Linked DNA regions of Macaca mulatta: regions 1 and 2 are each linked to region 3. Evidence: chromatin contacts called from public Hi-C data. All regions are on one chromosome and are shown on one strand. Each heading gives the region's core, a stretch centred on a gene start, on an enhancer-like site or on the middle of the called end of the contact. The rest is flanking DNA. Distances are from core to core; before and after follow the strand shown.

What was found. A called contact is a pair of places that touch in the nucleus more often than the background predicts.
Region 1: a contact with region 3 is called in a Hi-C map of fetal cortical plate, with 1.8 times the contacts expected there. The contact joins the promoter of ROBO3 here to the promoter of ESAM in region 3. A contact is called at or near these places in 2 of 14 Hi-C or Micro-C datasets (fetal cortex germinal zone and fetal cortical plate).
Region 2: a contact with region 3 is called in a Hi-C map of fetal cortex germinal zone, with 3 times the contacts expected there. The contact joins the promoter of SPA17 here to the promoter of ESAM in region 3. A contact is called at or near these places in 5 of 14 Hi-C or Micro-C datasets (CD4 T cells, blood, fetal cortex germinal zone and 2 more).

What each region holds. Positions count from the first base shown.
Region 1 is chr14:125,266,110-125,268,958 of T2T-MMU8v2.0, reverse strand. ROBO3 (roundabout guidance receptor 3) reads right to left here and starts at 1,518. Exons shown (of 28, transcript XM_015116026.3): 1 at 1,278-1,518. The coding sequence starts at 1,437.
Region 2 is chr14:125,079,683-125,082,449 of T2T-MMU8v2.0, reverse strand. It overlaps SPA17 (sperm autoantigenic protein 17), which reads right to left and starts at 1,501. Exons shown (of 5, transcript NM_001172082.1): 1 at 1,453-1,501; 2 at 1-158. The coding sequence starts at 131. SIAE (sialic acid acetylesterase) reads left to right here and starts at 1,700. Exons shown (of 10, transcript NM_001261504.1): 1 at 1,700-1,785. The coding sequence starts at 1,719.
Region 3 is chr14:125,167,777-125,170,476 of T2T-MMU8v2.0, reverse strand. It overlaps ESAM (endothelial cell adhesion molecule), which reads left to right and starts at 1,302. Exons shown (of 7, transcript NM_001257484.1): 1 at 1,302-1,491. The coding sequence starts at 1,422. It overlaps LOC114672431 (a long non-coding RNA gene), which reads right to left and starts at 335. Exons shown (of 3, transcript XR_003722819.2): 1 at 119-335.

The sequences.
Region 1 (2,849 bases), core at 269-2,768, 98 kb before region 3:
CACTAAGTTTTCGAGCTTAGATGAGACCAAGTATGGTGAAAACACTCTGTAAAAGCGCTAAGTGAGCAGAAGCGGGACTCTGCGGGGTGCCAGCGAGAAGGGGTCTGTGCTTAACCTCCTGGGAATCTAGGAGGGTCAAGAGGTTGGAGAATCGGGCTCATCCCCCATCGTCTTCCTCCCCACTCCTTCCATACGGAACACACCCTTCTGGTCGGTCCTTTCCCCCTAATTCCTGTAGACGCAGCTGCAGGCGCCCTTTCCCTGGAATTTCCCCCTACCCTTCCCGGTCTCAGGAGATGCTTCGACTGCAGCCTAATGAATAGCTAATGGCCATGCTAATGAGGCTCTGGGGCTCCTCCCTCAGCACCTGATGTGTCCTACACATAAACACACACATATTGCCCCGGTCTCCTTTCTCTCCACCTTCGAGTCCCCAGCACAGTGCTCGTCACTAGACTCGAGTGGGTCGAGGCAGAGGGATGGGGACCGCGTGCACCTGGAGGGAACCACACGCGAAAGCGCCCGGGAAAGCCGGGGTTGCAGATGCTGCAGGCAGGGGGCGCGCTCCGGCCTCTCCGAATGCTGGCGGCGGCCGGCTCCCGCAGCTTCCCCGCGGCGCTAGGGGAGAGCGCGCTGTCCCAGTCATTTATTAATCGCCGTAATTAGCGGTAACGACCTCGCAGCCAGCTCCGCCCGCCCGCCACAGCTCTGCCGGGGTGGGCCGGCTGAGAGTCCCGCCGCTGAAAGACAAACTTCTAAGTTTCCTTAAAATGATCGCCGCCCCTGTCCCCTCCGTAGCAAACACATCCAGCATTTTGGCTTCCTCTGGTCCTAAGTGAGTTCTTGGGAAACTTCGGGATTCCGAAGACCAGCTGCCTGGGTGGGTCACCGAGTGACCCGGCTTGGCCGAGGCCGGCGGGAGACCGTGCCCCCTCCTCTGCCCTCCCTGCGCTGGGCCCGGGCCTTTCTTAGCTCGGACTTCCCTGCCCGTCACCAGCTACGGTCTTCTCACCTGGGGTGGGCGTTGTAGGGGAAGGGAAGGAGGTGTAAAAAGACTCAGTAGATATCTTCTCCCAAGCCCTCGACCTCCCGCGGGTACCCCCACTCAGGTGCTCCAAGCTCCAAATTATCCCTTAGCCCCCAAGACCCAGGGAGGCGCTGGGAGGCGCCGCTCAATCCTGGACCTCGGGACAGGAGTGATTCTCCTTCTCTTCCACGCCGCCCTCTCACCTCATCCCCATCCCAGGATCCCATATCCCCAAGAGGCAGGGACTCACCGTTGAGTGAGGGATCGCCGGGAGGCAGCAGGGTGTGGTTGAGCGCCGCCAGCGAGGAGTTGAAGCCCAAGAGTAGCTCGCTGGAGTTGGAGATGTCCCCGGCCAGTGAGTCCGCGAACAAGTTCATCTGCAGCAGCGTTTTCAGCAGGTAGCGCAGCATGGTTCGACCCAGCTGGGATCGGGGCTGGGGGCTCGGGGCCCAGCCCCTGGGTCTGAGACCCGCGGGCCGGGTGCCGTAAGCCCCTCCACAGCCTCTGCGCGCTGCGGCAGCCACGGTGCCGCTCTCCTGCCGGCTCGCCTGGGTACGGTCGGTGCCTCCTCATGCCCTCCTCCTTCTCTCGTCCTTCTCTCCACCCCCCAGTGCCGGAGTCCCCTGGGAGCTGGGCAGGCGGAAAGCAGGTGCTACGCCGATCACGGCGTAATTAAGGGATTAATCCACCTCCCTCCACCCTCCCACCCCTACCCCTACAGTCACTATCCGGGCAGGAGACTAGAGTAGCGTGGCACGCGAGTTGGAGTCCCCGCCCCGCGCCCCAAGTCTAGCATTCTGTTCTGGACGCAGCGAGAGATTGTCCCTTCTTTCTCAAAGCACCTAAGATGAAGGATGAGGTTCTGTCGAACTCTGCCCTTCCGCCCAACTTTAGAACAGGAGTCTGTCCTCTCTTTTCCCTAACCTTATGGAAACTGAGGCAAAGCGCAAGCAATGCTCCTTGCTGCCAAAGCTCTGACTTCCATTCCCTCTCAAGTCTAGGGATTTGGCGACGGAAGTGCAGGAGACTGGGGTGGTTTGCAGCAAGAGTTGGGAGCAGGAAGAGAACTCCAAGACAGGTCCACCTCTCTGCCCTCTGGTCCTCTGTTCTGCAGCCTGGAGGCCAGGGGATGGTGCGGCGCGCCCTGACCCGGGAGTCCTGCTCCAAACGCCCTAATCTAGGAGTTCCTGTAGGAGACCGAAAGCCAGGCAAACCCAGGCAACTGTCATGTGCTTGAATACTTTTACATTACTCTGCTTTGACATTTTTTATTAAATTGTTTTACGTTTTTGAGGAGACTGAAATGGAACCAAGGATTCTAGGATAAAAACAAAGATAATATTATTTTTGTAAAGGCATGTGGGATTGATGCAAAATTCGTGCAAATCTGTTCAAATCTGATAACAGTCGTCCTTACTGGGGGGCGAGAAGAAAACCATGCACCCCCCTCTCGCCTCCCACTTCCAGTCGCGGTCTGCTTCTGACTTTTCTGGGGTTCTTTCTACCTGAAGAGCCCCCAGTAGACTGGAGATGGCTTTGGGGTGTCTAGGAAAGAGAGAGGACGGGGCATTCCTAACCTGAGGTAAGGCCCTGCTGATTGAAGAGTCAGTGCCTGAGTTCTGGCTCAGCCATCAGCTCCGGGATGAGACAAACTTCATGGGGCGACTGCTTCTGACCCCAGAGGGATGGGTGCTATACAGTCGCAGACTCGGGAGTAAGCAGAATCAAGAATTGAAGTATTTCAGGCAGAGCTTGTTGAAGGGAACCCGAGACGTTGGCAAGGGGTGGGGGGCTTCTTCCAAGCCTCCTTCATCAGTCCAGG
Region 2 (2,767 bases), core at 252-2,751, 88 kb after region 3:
TCAAAATAGGCTGCTGCAAAAGCTGGTATATTGTCCGGTTGCTCTCTCAGAATCTCGCGTGTCAGCCCTTCAAGAAGATTCCCAAATCCTTGTGGAATTCGGTAGTGGGTGTTGGAGAATGGAATCGACATCTTCTTGGTAAGAACTGCCTATGGAACCTAAAGATTCATTAAAGAATACTGTCTTTAAATTTATCTGATTTTACTTTTATAATCACAACTATGCCAACAAATTATTTCTGAGACCCACATTTTTTTAACTTGAATTCTTTTTTCTCTAACACAACCCAAGTCCATCTATTTCTTCCAAAGGGTTTTGAAATCTCCATTATGGATTAGAAAAATACAAATACAGACCCATTCACTAGGCCAAATCATTTTTTTTAAACCCTACAAAAAACCCATAATTTTCAATATGACTTTTTCTCTTTACCCTTTGTATTCTCAAAAGGTAAGGGTAATTTTTGCTATCACACAGGAATTTAGAGAGAATGATTGTTAAAAACTTAAATTGAATTCATTATCAATTGCTGAGAAGACCCTCTTTGAGGTCTATTTTTTTTTTTAAAGAGTAGAAATTAGTCCTGGTTCTAGAAATTAATTTGTTGAATGAAGAAATTGCACAACCTTTCCCTTTGCTGCCACTTCTGAAGCATGGCCCACAATGCTTCGAACACCTTTGTACTGTGGAATGGGGTTGTGCCTGCGTGTGTGTGAGGGAGGGGAGGGATGGGATGGGATGGGGCTGTGTGCCATGATTTTGAAATCCCAGCCTCTAAAGTTTTAGAATTCTTATATTTTCCGGTTTCTTCTTGACTAGGCTGTCTCTCTGTCTTGCAATACAAGGGCCAGATTAAGGGTAGCTGCTAAGCAGTGGGCTGAGCTGCTGAGTATGAAAAGACCTGGCCTGTTAACCTGGCTGAGTATGAAAAGACCTGGCCTGTTAACGTGAGAGTGTGCGTCAATGCGGAATAGAGGTGGAAGCCGTGGTAGGGGTGCAGGTTGGGAGAACTAGGCGGTTTGATGAGACTATGGAGGGTTCTCGTTTCATCGCTTTTTTCTTTTTTTCCTTTGAGACGGTGTCTCTGGCCTGGAACTCCTGGGCTCCAGCGATGCTCCCGCCTCAGCCTCCCGAGCAGTTGGGATTACAGGCGCGCGCCACCACGCCTGACTCCTCTCTTTTGCTTTTTCTGAGGGAGCAGTAGATAGAGGTATCGAACCATTCTAGGGTGGTGAAAAGGGCTGGCGAGATTCTGAACCAATGTGGGCAGAGGAGGGCTGGCGGGGGGGCAGACGTTGAGGACCTGGGATTTCAGATTCGTGCAGAATGGGCTGCCTCGGCTCCAAACGGCCCAGGGCTCCGAGGATGTGTCTGGGATGCAGAGAGAGTACAAGAGACGAAGGGAAAAGGCTAGGTCTCGGTGTCGGAGAGGAAGTGGGGAAGCGGCCTCACCTCCTTTCTCTCCAAGCAGGTGCCACCGGTTCCGGTTGTTTTTCTCGTTGCTGGGTAACCGTTTTTACTTAAAAAAAAAAAAAAAACAAAACTACGGCGGCCGAGAAGGGGAGCGCACGGCCCAGTCCTGAGGTCGCGGGAGGCTCCGAGGACTGCAAAAGGGTGGAGCCGGCCTCACCCCCGCCCAGGCCCCGCCCCTGCCCAGGCCCCGCCCCCGCCGGGAGCCCACCTTCCCAGTCCCGAGCGGCGGGCGGATCCTTGCAAGCATGGTGGCGCCGGGGCTTGTACTCGGGCTGGTGCTGCCATTAATCCTGTGGGCCGACCGAAGTGCAGGTGAGGCGGCCCGGCTCGGCCGGACCCCTGCCCCTCAGCCTGTGCGGGCTCCGAGACCCCGTGTCCCCTGGGGGACACGGATCCGCGCCCCTTTCTCAAGGTCGACGAAGGAACCTAGCTAGGCTAGGTGCTCGCGTCTCTGACCTAGGCCCGGTCTGCAGGGGTCTGCTGGGTTGGACCCCGGCCTCTCCACTTTCTCCACCCCCACTCACCATTCCTAACAGGCAGCCTGTGCGCAGGAAGAAAGTGCGGTTTGTCTTAGTGGGGAGGCCCAAATGTGCCCAGAAAGAGGCTTTCGGGGTCCTGGAGTAACTGCAGGGGAGCTCGGAGGAAAGGAGGGGAAGCTAGTTAGATAATATTTGGAAACAGGTGACTGAATCTTCCAAAACATTTCAGCGCTACCCCCTCAGTGGTGCCCTTGGGGAGGGTTTGCTTCAGGCGGGGTTCCTTAGGGGAATTAAATTTTACTCGTTTAAGTGGTTATTAGGGCTAAGAAATACAACCCCCTCACTAGCTCAGACTATTTAAGGCTCAGTTTTGATTTCTGGTGCAGCTTACAGATATTGGTGGTGAGATAATGTGAGTGGCATAAGGGAGGATGCTGGCTCGCTTTGGCTGTTGTGCAGGTCAGATCTTGATCTTGCCATTTGAATACCCTAGGCTGGATACTGGGTCACAGTATGGAGAAAGCAGAAGGTACAATCTGTCTGATAATGCAAACTAAAGTGATAATAATGTTGGATTTCTTCCTTTCTTTTTAAAAACTCTCAAAGCGTGGACCCCAGCGATCCCTGTTAGGAAATGAAAGTTTGGGCAGAACAGCCTGCAGAAAAATGAACGCTGCTCTACCTGACAGCCAGAAAAGTACCTAGCTTCAGACAAACTGCAGGCCATCAATGATTGTTTAGAGTCTAACAAAAGTGCAAAATGCTAGCACTCTGTATGCCATTTCCTGACTCTTATCTCCACTCAGTGACCTTTG
Region 3 (2,700 bases), core at 53-2,552:
TGTTAAAACAACAGAACTATGTACAGTAAATGGAATCCCGCAGGCCTGGCTGCTTTTCTTCCCAGACAGCCGCGGGCAGCGCCAGGAAATCGTTGTTATGCTTTCTGCCCTCACTGACCTTTGCTGGGTGGTTGAGCTGTGCTGGGATGTTTGAAGCATCTTTTTCTTTTTCTTTTTTTTTTTTTTGGCTGTTGGACAGAAAAGGAAGAACAGGTGCGTGCCTTTCTGTAAGGGAGCAGCGGCCGCCAGAGGGCGCAGAGGTGCCTTTTGACCGAATGGCGCGGGGAGGGGGGCGTTAAATTCAATTCACAACGAACAAGATCTAGTCTCGGGAATTAAAGGATCAGCGCGCGCCTGAGCCTTTCACTGCGGGAATGGGAGGCACTGAAGATTCGGGGTATAAAGAAGAAACGGAGGGACTGTCCTGTCTTCCTTCTCGCAGCCGCCCCTCCTCCCCAGTCAACATCAGGCCTGTACGCCGCTCATTTCAGGGGCTAAGCTGGGAGCAGCATGCACATTGCCTCAGTTTCCCGCTCAGCTCCTGGGACTACTTTGTGCCAACCTTCCCTGTTCGGAATATGAGGCACAGGCCGGGGTAATCCTCCAGCCTGGGTTGGGGTCTGCGGAACTCGCGGAGCGCTTTTTCCTGCCCGCAGGTGAAGATTCCCCGCGCGCCCTGGGCTCCCGCGCGGCCTCCGCCGTCGCCCTCGCTGCAGCGCTCCGGTGGCCGCTCAGCCCCCGCCTCCAGGAAAGCCACAGATTCCCGCGGTACAAAGGAGTCCGCGCGGCTGGCGCTCCGGCCTCTGCCTGCAACTGGAAAATGCTGCTCCCCTCTTCCTCCTTCAGGAAGGCCGCCCTGATTGGGCCGGGGATGCGGCACCCCCAAGCTTGGAGCGGGTTGTTGGAGCCAGAGCCCAGGAGCGTTTACATGTCAGGGGTTACGGGTGGTTCCGACTTCGGATAGTCCCCAAATTTCCCACCCTTCCTGGTCACCCTTCCTATCCCACCCCGGCGGAAGGGGAGGTTATGGCTCAGGATAGTTCTGGAGCCTCCTCTTCCCCCTCCACTCCCTGGCTGGCTCGTGGGGCATCACAGCTTACCTCACCCCTCCCTGCGTTCAGACCTGGAAGAGGCTGCAGGATCCCGCCGTCCGCGCGCTGGGGGCGCCCCCGGGCGGCGGACCCCGCGCGCCCCGCCCGGGAGGACAGCGACCTCTCCGCCCCCTCGAATGCCCCGCCCCGCTGTCGCCGTCGGTCCCCACCCCGCCACCAGCACACAGGCGCGCAGACTTGGGCTGGAGCCGCCCTGGGTGTCGGCGACCCGGCTCCCGCGCACGCTCCGGCCGCTGCGCAGCCTCGGCACCTGCGGGTCCGTGCGTCCCGCAGCTGGCGCCTCTGACTCGGTCCGGGCCAGGGAGGACCATGATTTCCCTCCCGGGGCCCCTGGTGACCAACTTGCTGCGGTTTCTGTTCCTGGGGCTGAGTGCCCTCGGTGAGTGAAACCCGGACCTGGAGGGGACTTGGGATGCGGGATGGGGTGAGTTCGACCCTGAGGGAGAACTTTGGCCACTGCTGCGGAACTGGGTCCCACGACTCGCCCTCCTCCCCTGACCTCCTAATCCCACTCCAGGGCATCGCTGGCTGGCGCTGACTTCTCACTTTGGCGGGTACAGCTCCCAGTTTGGGTGTGGGGGCGGATGGCTGGGGGAGGTAACGGCATCTCTCGAAAGACCTGGATACCTCTGGGGTGAATTATCGGAACCGTTGCTCACCCTGTCCACTCCCCACCCCCCACCCAGCAGAGCCGGATGAGCTGAGCCGCTAGATGAGACACTGGCTAAAGAGCTTAAGGACTTAACTCTAGCCCCCTCTCATCCCCGACCCCACATACAAGCTGATGAGGAAGATCCCCCGGGGAAATACCTCTGGTCCCCAGGCTTGACACACGCACTTTGTGTCAATTCCCCAGCGCAGATCCTCTCTCTTGCTCCCTCCTGCTTCCTGCCCTGGGAATCAAGGGAGGTGCCCCAAAAGGACGACCGTGAGGTCATTTGGGACACAGGAAATGGGGGAGGGGTTCAAACGCACAGAGAAACAGAATTGTGACCCCCCCCCCTCCTCCAGGCCCACCACCCCTATTGGTTCCCAGAGCCAAAGGGATGAGGGGAAATTGAGAGGAGGGTGGCCAAAGGTCAGGAAGGGAACCTCCTTGGAGCAAGGGTTTGGGAAGCGTTGGAGGCCTCCAGGGGCGCTGGCTTCAGCTGAAGCTGGGGTGGCTCAGAACTCCACCTGGGAGAGAAGGACCCGGCGGGACTAGGCCCTTTGAAGCTGTTTCACTTGCTATCCCTCAGCTTTCTTGCCATCCCCCTTCAAGGATCTCGAATGGGAGTGAAGGGTGGGTTCAGCTATATTGACTTTAACTCATTTCTCAGGTTGCAGGATGTCAGGACAAGTAAGGCCTGGAAAGCTGTAGAGTGAAATTCAGCCACAATGATGAGGACTGAGATGAGGATCACCAGTGTCCCCTTTAGCCTGTTCTGTGCTCCACAGTTGTTGGGGCATGCAATATTACAGTCCTTGGATAAAGTGGGTCTCAAGTACAGCCCCCCAGGCCACACCAAAGCCCGCAGTAGTCTTCTGTCCCTCCGGGCTTGGTGGGCCTGCTCCAGGATCCCTCAAACATCTCATCCCGGCCTTCCCA